2 separate regions of the Cricetulus griseus genome follow, and region 1 is linked to region 2. Evidence: chromatin contacts called from public Hi-C data. All regions are on one chromosome and are shown on one strand. The core of a region is the stretch at or near the end of the contact, and the rest is flanking DNA. Distances in the headings are between cores, read along the strand shown.

Evidence for each region. Hi-C and Micro-C count contacts between places; a contact is called where the count stands out from the background.
Region 1: a Hi-C map of the CHO-K1 cell line shows a contact between it and region 2, with 5 times the contacts expected there. The contact joins the promoter of Ppcdc here to the promoter of CUNH15orf39 in region 2. A contact is called at or near these places in 8 of 8 Hi-C or Micro-C datasets (the CHK-Q cell line, the CHL-YN cell line, the CHO-K1 cell line and 3 more).

Annotation. Positions count from the first base shown.
Region 1 is chr4:169,064,698-169,070,139 of CriGri-PICRH-1.0, reverse strand. Ppcdc (phosphopantothenoylcysteine decarboxylase) reads left to right here and starts at 2,327. Exons shown (of 6, transcript XM_035443732.1): 1 at 2,327-2,839; 2 at 3,321-3,464; 3 at 4,676-4,738. Scamp5 (secretory carrier-associated membrane protein 5) reads left to right here. Exons shown (of 7, transcript XM_027414967.2): 7 at 1-1,448.
Region 2 is chr4:168,878,488-168,883,444 of CriGri-PICRH-1.0, reverse strand. It overlaps CUNH15orf39, which reads left to right and starts at 2,754. Exons shown (of 3, transcript XM_027414986.2): 1 at 2,754-2,930.

The DNA.
Region 1 (5,442 bases), core at 1,078-3,577, 190 kb before region 2:
CCCTGCATTTCCTGTGGAGCTGGGTTGTGACTTGTTAGCTGTGAAGCCACTGCTGGAACAGAGGGCATGGAACTTATTGACCCCTGGGGGAGGTATGGTTGGCCCCAGCCCACAAGGGCTTCTAGGTATCTCAGAGTAACCATTGGAATCCTGGGAGGAGTAGCTAGCTGTTCTATTTGAGTATGGCAGATAGGATTGAACTTAGAGGGCGAGGTCTGAAGCCGGGGATCAAAAGAGAAGTCAAATAGAAGCCCACTGAGAGAGGGTAGCTTACCTCTCCAATCCCTCTTGCCCTTGGCTACAGGACAGATTCTGTTTGGATGCTCCCAGGCTCAGTTGAAGCTGCAAGCACAATGTTCTGAGCAGGATTCCTGGTTGACAGGGAGGGAAGGAGGATTCTTCCTTTAGTTTTTTGATTAGTGAGTGTGGCCCCTCCCTCTTCTTCCATTCTCTTGAGAACTAACTACAGGACTTGGTTCCTGGCCTTTTCTTAGTTCTGTTGGAACCCTCTCCCCTTCACGACTGATCTCAGTCCCCAGGACTGTCTCTTCCAAGCAGTGGGTGGACATTGCCTGGTTGAGGATCTGGTTGTGTGAGGCCTGAGGTAGGTAGGCCATGCCAAGGAGCAGCTGCCTGTTTCTCACCTCCTTCCAACAGAAACTCACCTGGACTAGGTAGACTGGAGAGCCAGACCCCACTTAGCCATTCCAGGCTGCTTTATCTTGGGACCTAAGACCTGGTTTCAGGTCTCCTTGAGCTTTGATTTTCAGCTTCTTCCTTGTAAGAGAAGCCAAGAGTCTCTGAAAAGTTCCCTTCCTAATGACCCCTTAGGCTTAGTTGATTCTCTCCCCTACTGTTTTCCCTCTGGAGAGCAGTTGTCACATGCCCTGGTACCCTACAGAGACCCAGGGCTACGCCCTCCCTCTTCTTCCCTTCTCCTGACCCCAGACTTCTTTTTCCCTTCTCTTGGTCCTCTGGAAGTTCCGCGAGGGCTGTGATCCAGCTGCCAGCCTAGCATCCACGATCTGTTGGATGTTACCTCCAATTTCCTGTCCTACTGCCCTTTCCTCTTTCCTGGCTCAGACCTATTGGCCATGCCTGGCGCTGCCCTTGGGAAAGCCTGTTACCAGTGTCTGGCCCAGCTGCTCAGGCCCTGGAATGCTGCATCTCCAGGCAACTATGCACTTTCATGAGGAGGGAACCAGGATGAGAAAGGGGGCTGGGCACAGATGGTTTAATTTGGGGGTGGGAGGAGGGCCCAGTTGGTTCTGGGGATCCTCCTGTCTGTTGCCAGCCAGTGACCTGCTTTTGCATTCTCCTGGTGCCCACTGCCCCTTGTTTCTGAGAGACACACATTATTCCCTAGCTGGCAGTTGACCTGCCTGAGCCAATGTGTCTATCTGTGGTAACTGGATGAACCATAATAAAAGGGATCATTTGACCCTGTCTATTCTGTGTTGCTTGTCTTCATGTGGGTCTTAATGAAGTCTTGATATGGGATGTGAGGCAGGGGTGTAGGGCTGGGTTGAGTGGATCTGTGGCCTGGAATTCTGTGATCATTTCCCTAAAGCAGCCTTGAGTAGGCCATGAAGTACATGCCACAACTACCAGTTAAGAAGAAGAAATAAAGTGCTCTGCTGGCAATGGTAGGACTGGAACACAGGCCCTTCCTCAGCTCCCCTGGGGGATCACCTGAAGCTAATTCAGCAGCCTCCATGCACACAAGTTCTTGAGACCTGTGGTTGCTCCAGCGTGATGAAAACTATTCCAATATGCCGAGTCTTTGCCAAGTGTACTCACTAGGAATGCTGTCTAGATCCTCTGTGCTGGTCACTCCTCAAGATACCTTTCAAGTAACCGTGGGTGCCGTAGCGCGCTCCTTTAATCCCATTATGGCAGAGGCAGGTAGATGTCTGAGTTCCAGACCAGCCAGGGTTAAAAAGAAAAAAATTTTTTTTCCAAGTGACCCCTTCAATGACAAGGCTTTCCTGCTTAGGATTGTGGCTTAGGTCCTGCAGCTTCCTCATTCTTAGCCTCTAATTTTCTGTACTCCTGTTTGTCTCAAGAGCCGAACTGCCTTTTAGAACAGGCGCAGTAAATAGAATTAAGTGCCAGAGTTCTGAACAGGTGCGCGGGGTAATTGGCAAATCACACAACTATGTAGGTCCTGGAGCGAGCTCCGGTGACTACAACTCCCAGAAGGCAGAGTAGACTACGGCTCCCAGAAGGCCATGCGTTCACGTAGCTCTCTCGCGTGCCCTTTAGACTCGGAGGGTAAGGGCGCCTAGATACCGCGATACTTGGGGCGGCTGGCGCGGGTGAGCGGTGGAAGGGGCTGGGAAGTGTTGTCCCGGGGATCGGCGTGGTGTGGCGGTGGGAGAAGCTCCTCAGGCTGTGGGTCCGAGCGAGGGTGGATGTGCGATTATGTGTGTGATGTGGGGCCACCGGCGTGCTCTCGCGCTCAGGGTTGGGGGACAGCAGCCGCACCTGCGCCCGCTGACCTGCGCTATCCTTGAAAGAGGCGCAGCCAGGACACCCACACTCGACGCTTACCTTTGAAAACTGCAGCGTAGGCTGCGTCCTAAGAGATCCAGGAGCGTCCCGATGTGAAAACGGTCTTAAAGTTACATTTATTTTGGATGGGGTGCTGTCACGGCATGCGTGTGGAGATCATACAACTTGTGAGATTCAGTTCCACCGTGTGAGGCTGCAAGCCACCTTACTGAGCCAACTTGCCTCAAGCTATTTTAAATGAATAAACTAGAGAAAGAAAAACCCTGGGAGTGTTTAGTTGCTTAATCCCTAAACGTGCGGAGCGGCATTTAAAAAGTAGAGTGAGGTCAGTTTTTTTTTTTTTTTTTTTTGTCTGAAAAAATTTCCTGATCAAATATTGGAAGCCAGAACTAGCTAATGGGCAGGAGAGAGCCTCGGGAAGTGGTGGGTGCTTGGGAACTGGGGGTTTTGCTCCGAGATGTGTCCTCAGGAGGTACCCAAATGAACTGTAGGAGCTTTGTGCCCAGCGTTTTGAATGAGAACGAGCGTTCCTTGCTTTTCCTAACACCTTAAAAGGGGTTTAGGTGCCGGGCGGTATGGGTTTTGGTGTAGGGTGGTTACATTTTTCTGGCTACATCCTTGCCCATTTTGTTACTGGCAGATATCCATGAAACTGAAACTTCAGTTTGACCTTGATTAAACAGAAGATTGATAAGGCACACGCTGAGGCCCTTTTCTCGGTGTGTGTGTGTGTGTGTGTGTGTGTGTTCTCACTGTCTTAAATTCTCTTTCTCTTTTACTTTTTTTTCCCTTTCCCTTCATGACAGGGTCTCTCAGTGTATCCCCGGCTAGCCCAGAACTCACTGTGTAGACCACACTAATCTTGAATTCATGGAAAACTGCCTACTTGTTCACCTGTGCTGGGATTAAAGGCATGTGCCATCACACCCCACTTTTTCTTACACATAAGAGTAAGTTTAAGTTCTGTGGTTATAATACAAGTCAAATAAGAATAGGAAAAACGCGTTTTCTGCACATGCTGCTTTAAGACTGGTCTAGCAATAAGCTGTAGACCTCACATTGGGAATATAGGCGTCTTCCTGTACCTGCACTTCAGTCTGTGAGGAGTGGAAAGAAAAATTAACCCTGAGTTCAAGGATAGCCACGAGAAACTCAAGTTTGACTCCGGAGGTTTAAAGGGAACACTGAATCATATGATAAAACAAGCTTGTCTTTTGAGTCTTTTTCCCGGGAGGTCAGTAGTGGTGGGAGAGAATTAGATATTACAATGTTCAGCTCCTGGACATGCCTGGACAAGCATGATGTAGAGGTCAGGGAACACAGACATGTACTGACTTGTCTGTTCAAACCAGTGAGCTCCATGTATAGGGAGGAGAGCTAGCTGTCCTGACTGCTGGAGAACCTGTGCTGCAGAGCATCAGGAGGTGCAGCATCCACCAGCTAGGAAGAAACACAATTGTGAGCCATTTTAAAGTGTAGAAAACAGCTTCTCTCTTATTGCTGTGGTTTGGAGGTTAGGTTTATTATGAAAGCAAAGGGTCCTCCCATCTTTCTGAAGGATGGAGAAAGTGCAGTGTCCTGGCTGTGGTTCTCCTACATGGCTCGGTGCCCCTGTCCCCCGAGCTCAGGAGGAATCATGACTTTTCAGTCACGGCCTGCTGCCTGCTTGTCCACTCTCCTGGACTGCTCACAGTTCCTGTTAGTGGCAGGGGTAGGGAATCGAGGTGCTGCCTATAGTCACCCTGACTGTCAATAAATGAAAATTCCAAAAATCTTTAATAGGATCTGGGTGGAGGAAGAGACTGAATTGGCTTGGAATTTGATCTTGGAGAGCAAACTCTGACCAGCTCTCACTTCCCCTGGGACTCTCAGGTTGAACATATTTGACCTCGATTCCAAATATTGGTTAAATAATCTAGTTTCTATTCTTCAACTATAAATCAGTCTCCCTCTTTCCCCAACCTTCCCCCCCCCCCAGAAGAATGGCTTTGGTCCTGAGCAAAACTTGGTTACAGATCAAGCATCGTATCTTGGGTTGGAATAAGCAGCGCAGAGTCCTGCCTCCAGTTTGATTGACAGCTTTCTGTAACATGACCCGTGGGAATTTTATCTTCTTGAGGTTCAGGGACTGCAGGGATGAAGCTGTGCTTCTGTTTTGCAGGACTCTCCCTGTTTTGCACCATTTGACTGAAGTAGGACAGGGTCAAGGTTTGAGGACTGACAGGTAAGTTTTGCTGGAGAATCAAGAATATGTTTCTCAGGGAACTGGAGAGATGGTTCAGTGGTTAAGAGCATGTGCTGCTCTTGTAGGGGAGCCGAGTTCCATTCCTATTACCTGTGCACACCCGTGCCGGGCAGCTCACAACTGCCCCAAGCTCCAACTCAAAGGTGATGGGATGCCTTTGGCCTCAGAGCATCTGCACTCAAGTGCACATGGTCACCTGCAGGCACATAATTAAAAATAAAATAATTAAACAACAAAAACCAAAACGCATCTCTCACCTACTAGTGATGTCATTTGGGAAAGTGGCTAGTAGGTCCCATGGACTTTGTCAGTTGTCAACAGTGCTCCCCAGACTTTCTGGTGGACTCATTTCTGTAACAAGGACAAGCCTGGTCCTGGTTGAGGCTCCAAATTACAGAAAAGATTTAAAGTGTTGGCAGCAGGGGCTGGGGCTGGGGGTGGAGGTAGAGAAAAGTCTCCGTGATTAAGAGAGCACATACTTCTCTTGCAGAGGACCTGGGTTCCATTCCCTAGACCCACATGGCAGCTCATAACCATCTGTAACTCCAGTTCCAGGGGATCTGACACCCTTTTCTGGCCTCTGTGCGCACTGTACACAACTGATGCATAGACAAGCAGTCAAAACACCTATACGCATAAACAGTCAATATATAAGTAAAGTAAATCTTTAAAGAGCGCTGGCA
Region 2 (4,957 bases), core at 1,505-4,004:
TAATTTTGCTTTTTTGGAAAGATGCTCACCCCAAAGCCAGGGCTGGCTTGGAACTCACTATATAGCTGAGACCTGCCTTGTACTTAGTAGATCCCCATCTCTCAGTCTTCAAGTGACAGGCTCTAGCACCCCTCCTCCCTCACACCCCTTCCCCTGAACACATATTAAACTCTTTAGTGTTTTGACTCCCTGTGTCTTTACCTTCCAGACAAAACATCACTATCTCTCCAAAGGCCGAAATGTTAACAAAAGCTCGTGGGGCCACTCAAGTCACCTTGAAAAGACTACCTTTATCTGCCATAGGTTCTGCACATGACCCATGAAGCAGAAAGGAAAAGGCCAAGGCCAGAGATTTCAGGAGTTCACAGTTGCCCAGCACTCTACAGTCCCCCGTTTATGCACAGTTTCTCACGGATGTTGCTGGATGCTGACACTGTAGTCTATAAGGCAGGTAGGTGGCTACCTGGTTCTGTTTTGTGCTGAGCAAGTTAAGGGCCAGGAAATTACAAGTGGCTCTCAAGTCCTCCAACCTGTGTCCTTTCTTTGATAATCCAGAGTGTTAAAGTGATGTAAAAAAGGAAAGCTGAGTGGTAGTGGTGCATGCCTTTAATGTCAGCACTCCAGAGGCAGAGACAGGCGGATCTCTGTGAGTTTGAGGCCAGCCTGGTCTACAGAGCGAGTGCCAGGGCAGCCAGAGCTGTTACACAGAGAAACCCTGTCTTGGAAAAACCAAGCTGAGGGGCTGGAGAGATGGCTCAAAGGTTAATGCTCTTCCAGAGGACCTGAGTTCAACTGCCAGCACCTACATGGCAGCTCACAACTGTCTGTAACTCCAGTTCAGGGGACCTGATACCTTTCACACCAATGCACATAAAATTATTTAAAAAAAAAAAAGAAAGAAAAGAAAAACCAAGCCTATTAATGGGACAGCTGTCTTTGAGAGATGTTTCTGAATTAAGACAAATAATGGGGCTGAAGTCTTAGCTGGGCCCTAGGGGCAAGGGCACTGTTTTCCTTCCTCCCAACAGGTCAGGAGTGGGAGTAGATGCTATGCAGTAGGGAGGGATGGGCAGAGTTAGTGAGGTGTGAGAGCAGGAAACAATAACCGCTTGAGAGGGCTCTTGGAGTTGGCTTGACCCAGAGCAACTTCTTGGTGTTAATGTGAGTCTGTAAGATACAGAAACCAGGCAATCTGGGTTGTTCCAACCTGCAGTGTGACTGGGAAAGCCCCAACCCCCCCCCCCTCAGAGTCTCCTCTTCCCAGCCTGTATTTGTGAAAAATCTTCCAACTCTAATCCAAGAGACACCCTCCCCCTCTCCTTGGGTGACCTCACTTCCTCTTCCTAGTCCTACCTGGGACTGAGCCCCTCCTCCTTAGCTCCACACCGGTGCTCTCAGCCCTGCTCTGACTCAGGCAGTCCTGACCTGTGTGGTTCAAGGTGGCATCCTGAGTGGTTTTGATCTGTGCGGTCTGTACCCATTCTCCTCCCTTACTGCCTGACTCTGCCTTGGCCTTTGGGCAGTCTTAGAACTACAGGCATCAGATTCCTTCCAAGAAAGGAGTAGTGCTGGGGGGGGGGGGGCGGCAAAGCTAGAGTCTGGGGGAACAGACAGCTGGTCTCCCAGCCCTTTTCTGCAACACATCATTTCTGGCCAGGGGTGCTTTACCCTATCTGCCTTCCAGGCTGTTCATGCTCTAGCCAGTTCTGGTGAGGGAGATTTGCAAAATGGTTCAGATACCCACCAAGGCCATTTGGAAAAACCTCCAGAGCCTCATTCCTGGGCCATTCCCTTAGCCATGGAGCCCTAACGGGAGCTGAGATACATTTATCTGTACTTTGCCTTCTTCTATCTTCCTAATGCAACTAGTACTGGTCAAGGATGTCAGTATTTTTTATATTTTTATTGTTAAAGAGTTTTGTTAGGAGCTTGGTGTGGTGGCCCATGCATTTAATCTCAGCACTTGGGGGAGGCAGAGGTAGGTATAGCTCTGTGAGTTCGAGGCCAGCCTGGTCTAAAGTACAGGTCCCAGACAGCCACAGTATATAGTGAAACCCTGTCTCAAATAAAGCAAAGCTAAGCAAAGCAAAACAAGGAGTATTGCTAGGTATGCCAGGCTCAGCTCCAACTCGCGACAATTCCCCTGCCTCAGCCTCCCAATGCTAGGATTTAGTTGTATTATCACCATACCTCAATTTGTGTGCCATGTGTCTTTTCGAAGTCTCCCAGCCCTACCATTTCTATGAGCAACATCGATACTTTTTTTTTATTTTGGTTTTTCGAGACAGGGTTTCTCTGTGGCTTTGGAGACTGTCCTGGAACAAGCTCTTGTAGACCAGGCTGGTCTCGAACTCACAGAGATCCGCCTGCCTCTGCCTCCCGAGTGCTGGGATTAAAGGCGCTCGCCACCAACGCCCGGCTTGATACTTTTACCAATGAGGAAACTGAAGCTCTTGGAGCTTAAGTGACAGGTCTACGGTCACATGGCTAGAAAGTGGCAAGGAATGAATGAATGATCTAACGGAATGACTGAATGAGAGCTTATGACCGCCCTCGGGGCAGACGTTCGAGGGAGCTCGGAGAGTGAAGGCGGTGCACAAAGCCAGAGGCCGGGTCGCGGGAAAGTTGGTTCCACTCAGGCCTTCGGCACGGGAGGGCCCAAGGGAGCGCAGGCTCCCAGAGGCACAGCCGGGTTCTGCCCCCACCCAACGGGCCGCCCCGCCCCCGCTCCGCCCCTGGCCCGCCCCGCCCGGGACCACAGACGGCGCCCGGCGGCGGCGCGAACGGCAGCGCGGAGCGTGGCTCTGGGCTAGGTGCCTGCCGCGACTTCCCGCGCAAGGCCGGCCGGACAGGGACCTGCAGCCTGGGCGGCGCTGGAGGATGCGGCCGTGGCCCCGGGTGGCAGCCGCCAAAAGCTTGGTGCTCTGAAGGTAGGAGCTCGCCTGCCCGGCGGGCGCGGAAACTTGGGCCGAGTTTGCGGGCAGCGCGTGGGCAAGGGGCGGGTGGCCCTGCCCCAGGGCGCCCCTACCGGCTGGCCCCGGGACGGAGCGCAGGGGCCGGGGCCCAGGTGCTGAGGCTTTGGGCGATCAGGCTGCGGGGCCCGGTCGTGCTGCTGCTCAGACTTTGCCAGGACTCGGAGGCTCCCTGGGCCTGCTAGAGACCCGGAGCTCCGGCAGTGCCCGGGCGTAGGGCTGGCGAGGAGTCAGGCGGATCCCTCGGGCCTCTGGCGGGGCCGGGCTCACGCGGATTGCCGGGCGCCGATTCGGGGTGGGGGTGGGGCTCGGGGTTGGTGGCGGCGGGCGCTGAGGTGCCGCGGGGCCGTGGACGAGCCCTGTTGGAACAGGACTGCCTGCGGTTTCCTCGCCACCGCTTGACTCAGTCTCTGGCTGCAGCCCAGGCTGGCGGGATCGCCCCGAAGGAGGTGGCTGCCCGGACTCTGCGGCTGGACGCCCCCCCCCCTTCTGGACCTCCCTTCGGGCGTCGTTCCGTGGGGGATCCGAGCGCGAACCTCCTGGCTTGCACACGTGTGCCTGAGCAGGGAAGAGCACGGTTGGGCAGTCGGGGGTGGGGGGGGGCATGTGTGCTGATTCGGGCCATGCACGTACGTGCAGGACCGGCTTTGCGTGCGTGGTGGCAGACTGTGTGTCAGCCTGCCGGGGTGCACGTGCGTCGCAGAGCCGCGGAGAGAGAGGTCTGGGGATACCCGGAAGCCTGGCGTGTCGGTGGGGCACCAGTTCCATAGCGAAGTGCGCTTGTGGGCCGCAGGCACGATGGTCATGGGCGGGGCCGGTAGAGGGAAAGTTAGTGGTGGCGGATCCAGAGACCCTTTCTCTTAACTGGGAAGCGTAGGCTGCCCCGTGTTTGGGTGTCAGGAAAGCTCAGAGCCTCAGCTGGCGAAGAGTTTTAGAAGGCCTGCGTCTCTTAGAGCTCAGAGAATACTGATGCCCGCCTCAACTCGGCTGGGATCGCGTTCTTCCTGAGGCCCCGAGGATGTGACGTGGAAATGGGAATGGACCCACGGAGTTGTTTGTTTTCCCCCGAGGGAAAGCGTGGGAGTGTGGTAGGCGCTTGACCCTGCCCTGGTTTCTGGCTGCGGTTAGAACTAATGTTCAAAACTAGTAGAACTTGACATCTCCACAGAAGGATCACCTGTGGCCCTACCTTCTCCAAGTGCCCGAGGCCATCTCAGTGTACGGAAACCAAGGCACCTTCATTTTTGCTGTGTGAGTGGGGTGGGGCCTCCTCTGGGGGAGCTTTCCACCCTACTGGCAGGACATAATGTTACCTCCACATCTTTCAGGGCCTTGGGCTGGCTCTTTGGAGCCCTCACTGCTACAAAGACTCCTGAGGGTCCCAGGTGGCTGGTTCTCAGGAAGTCTCCAGGGCAAAGGGCACAGGTTGGGCTGAGCCCGGGAGAGAAGGGCTCTTGAGAGTGGTGGTTAGAGCGGGTCCCAAGGAACATTGGTGGAGGTGAGACCAGAGTCAGCCCTTAATTAACCCAGAGTTCCCCAAGGATAGAGTGTGCTTGGTACCCTCTGAACCATTTGTGGTAGTGCACATCTTTAATCTCAGCACCAGGGAAGCAGAAGTGGGTGGATCTCTGTTGAAGGCCAGTTTGGTCTGCATAGTGAGTTCCAGGCCAGCTAGAGATAAACAGAGACCTAGTCAGAAAAGAAAAACAAAACAAAACAAAAAACCCAACAAGACAAAGCAAGACCAACCATAAAAAAAAAAAAATACAGCAATATAGGATGGGAAACCAATATAGGATGGGAAACCTAGGACACAGGCCCTTGTTGTCTAAGGGCCTCTGTGTTGCCATCTGCTGGGATGGGAATGGGTCTAGGCCATACTACCCTTTACTTCTTTTTATCCCCTGTGTGGTCTAACTCTGAGCCCTAATAGTCATTGGCTGTTCTCCAGAAAGGAGAAAGAATAGTCCCTGCTTGCTGGTGAC